2 separate regions of the Gossypium hirsutum genome follow, and region 2 is linked to region 1. The links are chromatin contacts, called in public Hi-C maps. All regions are on one chromosome and are shown on one strand. The core of a region is the stretch at or near the end of the contact, and the rest is flanking DNA. Distances in the headings are between cores, read along the strand shown. Region 1 holds the start of LOC107924360. Region 2 holds the start of LOC107924483 (gamma-tubulin complex component 4).

What was found. Hi-C and Micro-C count contacts between places; a contact is called where the count stands out from the background.
Region 2: a Hi-C map of leaf shows a contact between it and region 1, with 1.5 times the contacts expected there. The contact joins the promoter of LOC107924483 here to the promoter of LOC107924360 in region 1. A contact is called at or near these places in 2 of 34 Hi-C or Micro-C datasets (both in leaf).

What each region holds. Positions count from the first base shown.
Region 1 is chrA11:12,287,817-12,292,619 of Gossypium_hirsutum_v2.1, reverse strand. It overlaps LOC107924360, which reads left to right and starts at 3,402. Exons shown (of 7, transcript XM_016854767.2): 1 at 3,402-3,997; 2 at 4,570-4,769. The coding sequence starts at 3,671.
Region 2 is chrA11:12,490,700-12,495,285 of Gossypium_hirsutum_v2.1, reverse strand. LOC107924483 (gamma-tubulin complex component 4) reads right to left here and starts at 2,811. Exons shown (of 16, transcript XM_016854955.2): 1 at 2,210-2,811; 2 at 1,821-2,112; 3 at 1,593-1,729; 4 at 1,081-1,179; 5 at 794-914; 6 at 16-288. The coding sequence starts at 2,379.

The DNA of each region.
Region 1 (4,803 bases), core at 2,153-4,652:
AGTATCAAAAATATTTTTCATCAATATTTTTAAAATATCAATTTCTCAAGTAAATAAACATATTTTTAAAAAAGTTTATATAAATTTCTTTAAGTAAGTAAATATTTTATTTGGAGTGAATTTTTTTATTTTTCAATATTTCATTCTCAACCCTGCAAAAGAGGAGCCAACCACCATGCATAAACAGCTTATAATCCTTTATATATTTGGAAGTGTCCCCATCCCTCACTCAGCACAATAGTGTTATCTATACTCTTTTGTCAAGGTATTTTAATAATCCACAATTATTTTAAGTAAGATAAGATTAACACGTGATTTCATTTCTTATTATATAATAACATAAAGAAATGGAAGAATGAGATCTCGACCTCAGAGATTCCTCCAACTTAATTTCTTCAAATTTAGGTAAAATGCTAATTTTAAATTCGATTTAGTCCATTTTTAGAAATTTTCAAACGATTTGATTTTCGGTATTTTTTCTTACTAATTTTTAACTTTGAATTTTTTATTTATTTTAATAAAATATTTTTTAAAATTATTATATAATTTGTCTCTTGAACTTATTTAAAAGTATCTAATTAGTATCTTCTTTTTTTTTTTACTTCATTGATACTTAGACTTGTATTTCGTTATCTAGGTCACTAACATAATTAATTTGCGCTAATGTGCCATTAATTACCAGTTCGATGGAGACACATAACAACCTCTCAACATTCCATGTGGCAAAGCATAAATTAAAAAATATTTTAAAACTTTATTAATTTATATATTTTAAAAACTTTAAATTTTTTTATTTTATACCTGCCACATGACTAGACTTGCTCATGGGTTGGGTCACTTGACCTGGCCCAAAGGCCCGCCCGAGAAATGGGTTTAAGTAAAAAATAAGGCCCGTTTTAAAAATGGGACGAGCCTCGAGTAAGACATTTTGGCTCGAGCACAGTCCGAATTCGCTAAATGTCAAAAAAATCTACTTTTTTGTGATTTAATGATAGTTTCTTATATTTTCCTCTTATTTTGCTATCATTTCACTATTATATTGCTACTATTAGGGGTGAGTAAAATTCAATTTCATTCAAAAAAATTTAAATTTTGAGTTAATCGAATCGAGTTATTCAAATTATTCGAGTAAACTTGAATAAGAAATTTTGAATTTCAAGTTTGAGTTTAGTTGAATTTTTATAATTTGAATAACTCGAATAATTCGAATAACAAATTAATATGAATATCGTTTTGATTCCTGTCAATTTTGAAATGAACAAATTGATCTCTCTCTTAAAAAAATTACAAAAAAAAAATCAAAGTAATTTTCAAATTTTGAAAATAATTTTTTAAATTCAAAATATTTATACAAATTCAAAAATTTATATTTTAAAAAATTATAGTTAAAAAAATCTAAAAAATATATAATAAAATTTTAATAAAATAATAATTTTGGAATCTAAATAAGCGATTAATGATTCAAGTTTATCATACAAAAATATCTTATTTTTTATTATTTTACTTTTAAAAAGTTTTCAAATATATATTGTTTCAAATTTTTGTGTTCTAACATGGAAATAGTTATATTATACAAGATTTTAATTTAACATTATTAATTTTTCTAATTTAACTCAAACGGTTTCAATCGATTCAATCGAATGCTCACCCCTAATTTAAGTTATCCAAAAATCCAAATAAAAAAAAAAGAATAAGCAAAATTACGTCGTTTTGATAAATGTTTACCTTTTCTAAAGTTTAAAGTCAAAACTATCAAGTTAAAAGGCAAAACTAAGTTGTTTTGATAAATGTTTACCCATTAGTCTTACTTTCCTTGCCGAATCGCCTCACTCCCCTTTTTTCCTTTGCTCAAAATTAATTTAAAAGCTTGTACTTCGTCTACTAGTAAAATAATCGATCCACGTAAACAGAATATTGAGTATAAATAATAAGATTCATTAATTCAACTCGACTCGAAACTTTTTGACTCAATTCAACTCGACTCGATCGAATACTCACCCCTAGCTACTATTTTGTTGTTATTGTTTGGATATTGTATAACACTTGTTTTATTGTTAATTTTGTTATTATTTTAGAGATATTTTCTTATTAAGTTGCATCTATTTTAGTATTATTTAAGTATACATATTTTTTAAAATTTATTTTCAATTTGGTCGGAAATATTTATTTTAAAATTTTTAGTATCTTTTATGTATTATATATATTTAAAATTTATGTAAAAAAATATAATGTAATTTTTTTTATATGGGTGAGCAGTGTCGGGCCCGAGTTTTAGCATTTTTACAGGCCAGGCCCAAGCCTAGCAAACGAGCCTATTGCTTTGCTTGAGCTCGACCCGAACTCGGCCCGACCCATGATCACTTCTACACATGACATATTGAGATGTTACCATATGTCACTATCGAATTAGCTAACAGTGCCACACTAGCACAAACTAACAATGTTAGTGTAAAGGTACCAACCTAGGTAACGAAATATAATTCAAGTATTAATTAGGTACTTTTAGATAAATTAAGGGAGCAAACAATATATTAACTTTTATTTTTATTTTGATAAGGTTTCAAGAAACAAAAACAAAAAAAGAATTTGTACTTCGTTTTAAAAAGAGTTAGGATAAACAATATATCAATTTAGCATTGCTTCTAAGAACCACTTTTGTGACAAAAAAATATTTTTGAGATAAAAATATTGTTAAACAAGATATCTTTTTTTTAAAAAAAATTAAATCCAACTGAAAATACTAAAAATCAAGAGAAAAAAATCTAATTTATTATTCTGATATTAAAAAAAGATATAAATAACGTAAAATTATTATTTTGATATAACTTTTTTTTAAAAAGTACAGGCACAAAAATACTTTTTAAACTAAAAGGAGAACAAAGAATTATAACTTTTAAAAAATAATACTAAATTAAACGTCAGTAATTGGAAGCAGACAAGCGCTTAGCGATTCACATTTTGTTCATGCTTTCATTATTTCCATACCTTATTTCGCCAAGGTTTTTGCCACTTTTTTCCAGTGTTTGGCGAAACTCGTTTTCTTGCGACACCAGATAACGTAATTCTCCTCTCCCCCTAAATGCTGTGGAGTTGGGTGCACAAATTATTATTGGTATTTCATATATGAAATACTAATTCAAGTCAAACACACAATTAAAAGCCTATCCCGATCAAAAGAAAAAAATATAGATCGGACGGTGATGGATGCATCAAATTTAGCTCAGCGTCATTGATGGTCTCATTTATGTATTTGTTTCAAAATATAACCATGCAATGAAAAAAAATAGAAAGATAAAGAGGTGATCAATCAAGTGGATAATAATTAATTAGGAAAGAGAGGGTCAACGTCGTCATTTCGATCGTTTTTAATTACGCTATAACCTTCGTTGAAAACGCAAGCGAAATCAGAATTCAGGCCGACAAAGCCTTTTTCTGTTCAAATTTTTTTTTTTTTACATGTTTTTATTTCTTATTTCCTTCTTCAAATCTTTTAAAGAAAAAAACCAACGCCGCAAAGAGAAAAACACTCGTGGGTCGTACGTGGGCTGCCTCTTCAATTTCGTCCTCATTATTTTACCTCTTCAAATTTAAAGCCCCTCCAAAATCCCTTTCAACGCTACTCCGGCAAAAGGAGCTAAGACTTTTAATTTTTTCTCCCCATAGCAGTAGCATGTCAAACTCAGGCGGGTACGCGGTAGCCCGAACTCAGACGAGGGACCGATTCTACAATCCGCCAGCGGTGAGGCGACATCAGCAGTTGCAGAGGAAGCAACTCACACACAGACCGTTGCTGAGTGAGCTACGGAAACGGTCAGATAAGGAGAGCGAAGTCAACTCAGTCGATTCAGTGGCTGAGACTCGGGCAGATTCTGACGACTCTACATTGTCGAGGCGTAACTCGGTCTGCTACTCTTCGCCGAATATTGCTAAATTGACCAATTTGGATAGGCTCATGGAATCAGTCACCCCTTTTGTCCCGGCTCATTGCTTCTCTGAGGTATTGTGAAAGACTTTCGTCGTAGCTAAACATAGTTCTGGAGAATTACATTTTGAGTTTTTTTTTTTTTGAATTTTTTAATGGCTATACAAGAACAAAGAAAAGAGAGCTAATTACTATTTGGCTGAGAAAAAGAAGAACTTATATTAGGAAAGAAACGCAAATGTTTTTTTTTTTAATTATTAATTTAAAATGTAATGGTCAGTTTAGTACAAATTCCAACTTGTGAGAATTAGCTGCATTATGCTAATTAATGGTGTTGGGGGTTTTACTGTGTGTCTATGATTTGCATTCTTGTGGTCCTAAACTGATAAAAGATTTAGATTTATCTGGTTCGAATCAACATTACGTCTTGTTTATGAAAATAAAAACAGCGGATTTATATTTCTCATATATTAATGATCAAAAAGTAGATTGATTTAATTGGTTGAAGCTATACTTAAGGAAGAGTTTGAAAGAGGTTTCATTATATATTCTCTTAGCAATTTGTTGGGGTTCAGGAATCTTAAGTTTTTACTTCACGGCATTCATTTCAACATTTGTATTTTTCCTTCTGTTTGTTGGTTTGATAGGCACAACTGAAGGGACAGGAAACCCGTGAAGTGGATTTACGCTCATATTATTGGCTCGGTGATCTTTGGGAATGTTTTAGCGAGTGGAGTGTATACGGAGTCGGAGTGCCGCTATTGTTGAATGGGAGTGATTCTGTTAAGCAATACTATGTTCCTTACTTGTCAGGCTTACAATTGTATGTAGATCCACATCAGCCGAGGTGAGCTTCTTGCTGCTATATCCTTCCTAAATTT
Region 2 (4,586 bases), core at 1,562-4,061, 200 kb before region 1:
ACTGTGGAAGAAAACCTTTAGATCTAGAAGCATAGTTTCAATCTTATCAGCCACTGATTGTGGGAGCAATTCTTCTCCAATTGTTTTTACATCCAGGAAAGCCTCCTTCTGGAAAGGAACACCCACAGCTGATCCATGAAACTTTTGAGAGCCTTTTTTTGTCTGCTGATTAGACAGAGCATCCTGAAATTGGATTGCAGGGCTTGGGTTCCAGAGAACCCTGATGGCTTTACCAGCAAAAAGAATAGACTCTGCTACACGCATATGGATATACTCAGGGAGCATATCCTACAAAACAACAGCCGAAGAATAAATAGCTCGCGACAACAAAACTAAGAACACAGAAAGAAGTATGCACAAAATCCTTTTTATCTGAGATTCATTTCCAGGTTTCTTTCCATTTAACTTATAGGTTCACAGTAGCAGAACATAGATTACTGGTTTGTTGACTTGCAGATTTAACCTAACAATTCCCACACACAAATCCTTGTTTCTTAATTGCTGCTAATGAAGAAAACAGTGACGATTTTATTCATCTATAGAAACTAATGCCTACAGCAATAAATCAAATGAAGTGAGTGATGTCTGCTATCCTAATAACAATTTGCTAAATAAATGCTCAAATGTGACTGGAAGTATGGGAATTGACCACAAACCCTAGAATAAAGTTTCCCCATTCCAACAAGTTTATATGTAATAATTAATTTTAGCTAAAACAAGGAACAGAGGTTTGCAACAATGTCATGAAAAAAAAAAAGAAACTAAAACAATTAGGAGATGGCTCCAAAAATACCAGAAATATATGAAAGCCCAAGTGCCAATCAGTTAAAGATGTATCCACAGTTGACAAGTGAGCCAATTTTTCTGATGTATCCAAGATAGATGAGCCATATTCCACATCCCGATCTTCTTGCCTGGAAATAATAGAATCATTAAACTAGTTCAATGTGTAAGGATACAAACCAAAGAGAAAGTCCATGCGACTTATGAAATAAAAGAATTAAAAGACATTAAAGTTCCAAAAAAAAAAAATCCTTGTATGAATTAAAAAGGGAAAATACATACTGTTTTAATCCTTACCTTCTAATGAAAAATTCTCCATGCTGGTCTTGTAGAATTCCATAAATCATCCACGATGATAGTTGGTTATACAACACTTGATGACCATGCCAAAGAAGCCTATGGTTCAAGAATTAGTCTACAAGCTGATCATTAAAATCTTAACATTTTTAAGCAATGAACATATGGCTATAACCTAAAACTACATTTGAAGACAGTTAACTCATAACCAAGCATAAACATAGTCTCAGGCTCCCCAGCCATTCACAAGCAATTACATGAACACTGAAATTAGGCATATAGAAGTTTGGATTGTAATCATTGATTTAATCTTAATTAATTATCATAGCAGATTGAAGAATGCAATAAATATGAATTTTAATTGCAGTATAAATTTTCACTAGAGAGGCATAAGAAAAGGGTGGTATTATTATTAAGAAAACAAACTGGCATTTTTATAGGAGAAATGGAGACTACTTGTCGCATTTTTTGCATTAGAAAAGCAAAGCAAAAAAACAAAGGAAACTCAATACCTTTGAATGCAGGCCTGCAATTCAGGCACCCCACAGTGGCAGCGTTTGTGTAAAAGGTTAAGAAGCTGTCCTCCACGTATATCATCACGCTCAATCTCTAGAATAAGCTCGTACAAAGGCGGCAATATAACAAAGAACTGCAACGAAATGATAAACTTATAGAACGAGAGTAAAGAGCAACTAGGAAATTTAAATCAGCGATACGACGTGCTTAAAATAACAAGAAACCTTATTGAGGGCCTGAGTGACAGTTGCCAAAATTGGCATGGTTTCCGACAACAATTTCTGCTCGAGTTGAAGAACAGCAGACTTGTAGACAGAGAGTATCTCCACCAGGCCATTAGCAATGGCTCTTCGATAAACGCTCGGCTTCCCGCTTTTAGGATTTGACAACTCAGAGGCTCTGTCCAAAGGAGAAACATCAGCCGCTCTTATCCAGCTTAGATTCCGGGATTTCGTGGCAAAGCGATCGAGCTCTCGGTAGTAAAACCCTAACGTAATTAGCTTCTCGATAAGATCCCTGGGAGAAAATTATTCGTATGAAACCCTAAGGAAAGAGAGAAGAGAGAGAGAGGGTTTTGGATGTTTATGAAAATTAAAATTTTCTTTCTTAAGACCTTTCACTGGGGTCGATGAAGGAAATGTCGGAAGCAAGCTTGAAGGAACGTTGTTCGGAGATGGGAGCGTTGGGGGATAAGCAAATGCCGAGAGATTTATGATGTTCTCGCTCGTCGATTATTAGATCTCCTGTGTAACCAACAAGTGCTAGTAAAAGCTCGTGCAACATTTCCCCCCTTCTTTATAGTCGTTTTTGTGAAATGAAAGACAATCAGAGAGAATTCATGGCTTATCTGTTCTATTCTCTCCAATAACCGCTGATTAAACTTTAGTAGCAGTATATAAAATTTTGAATTAAAAGCTAGTCTCCAAAATGCCGATTGCCGGGTGAAGTCCGGCTGCTGTATAACCTTGCCGGCTCACTCCACTACTGCACTAGACAACATTAATGGATTGGGCCTTGCTTAATAAAGAGCCCAAATGCTGCACACCACCATTATAGTACCATTCCGGTTAGTGTCGGTCATTCTACTAATTACAGATTGATGGAAGGTTTCAAGTTTCAAACTTTCAAGCATTGATTCAATAAACAAATGAGGATGAAATATAACAAGTTTATGACTTCTTCTAATGCACTCATTAAGCTCCGCAATTACAAATAACAGCATCGAACTCCTCATTTTTTTTGAGGAGCGGATGTTTACAAAGACAAAACAAAATGCACATAGCATGAGTAATAGTTGCCCTGTGTCGTTTTGCTCCTTCATCTTGCCAGCAGCGACTCCTTTATTTGTCCACATTGTTTAAGATCGTCTGGTTTTTTCATGTTGATTAGTTTTATGATTACACCAACACAAGCAGGTATTTCAAACATGAGAAGAGTCATTGTGTGCGCAACGAATACACAAGGGAGGTAAGGAGAATTGATCGAGAAGAGAGAACAGATGGAGAAATACAGAAATAACTACATCAACTAAATAGCGTAAAGGTAACTCCCCAGTGCCCACATGAATGTTTCGTAGAATATTTTTTTCTTTTCACCATCGACCTCCTCAACCCATCATTCCCTTCAACATCTTCATTTCAACTCCCCTTATTTCCACCAACATTAAAATCATTCTCCATGATGAAAAAAATTACTACTAAACATACAACAAATAAAAGTAAACAAGGATACAGTGTGCAAGCTAAGATGGTTTCCTGCAAAAGGTTAGGAGATTGTGAGATTTGTGATAACTGCTAAAGTTATCAAAATATTTACCGGTGTAGAAAGGTCTTTAATGGAATGAGGAAGTGTTAGCAAAAAAATAAACGAGATGTACCTATAAAAAGCAAAAGGAAAAATTGAAGCAAATTCGGTATCACTAATTGTTAAGGGTTTATATTTATGGATCTTTAAAAATAGGAAATACAAAGCTAGGTAATTAGCACGAATAATAAAATTAATTTTTAGCTACAATTCTATTAATGATTAAGAAGAATGGCGAAAAGTTTTGTTGATTATGTGCAAGAATTCACTTTATTTTTGAAATGAGAGAAAAATATTTAACCATCTTTCATATTTCATTTGCTAATTCAATATCATTTTAAGGTTACTTTCACTTCTTTTAATTTGATGAAGAAGCAGTACTATGTGAAATATTTTTCACGGAATATATCTTAAAACACAAGACATGGTTGTTTTTAACTAGAGTAGTTCCTAAATAATCATTATTTTAACTTGTTCCAAACTTGAGTTATTCTATATATAATTGTTATCAATTTAGAAGTTGTTTTGAACATGAATTTTTGTGGTGATATTTTTCTTGATAGAACTTTTGATTAATGACCCTTTTGAAAAAATACAATTGTTCTAAACCATGGTTGTTCTAGGAATAACTATTCCTAAAAACGTCATTATTCCAAATAAAAATTGTTCCAGAGCTCTTCTTTGGGTGCTATTTCTTTGTACTCATAAATATTATTTCCAATATTCGAATTAGGGTGGGTTTGAATGGTGGTACATTTACTTATGGTTAGTGTAAAAACAATGATGGCATTGAGATTAAATATTGTCATGATAGTATAGCGTGAGACAAAAAGTAAACTAAATCCATCGTATCGCCTATCCAAACCCACACTCAATCTCGTGATTGCTGTCAGATGAGATTTGTTAACGGGCAATACAGAGAAAGAGAAAGTGGGTTTACCAGGATTTGAGGCCGACGAAATGGATTGGTGCGAGTGAACTGAGAATCCGACGAGGGTTAGCTAGGCCCTTTATAAAATTAATGGGTCAAACTAACTACCGCTTAAGTCGGCTGAAATAAGGGCGAATAGCTGGAAATACTATTTGGGCTTAAAACGGGCCAATCGCCTACTTAAATGCGTTGGAGCGCACCTCTTCTAAATTATTACAACGTAAGGCATATGTTTTACCGCTTTTGCTTGATTGAT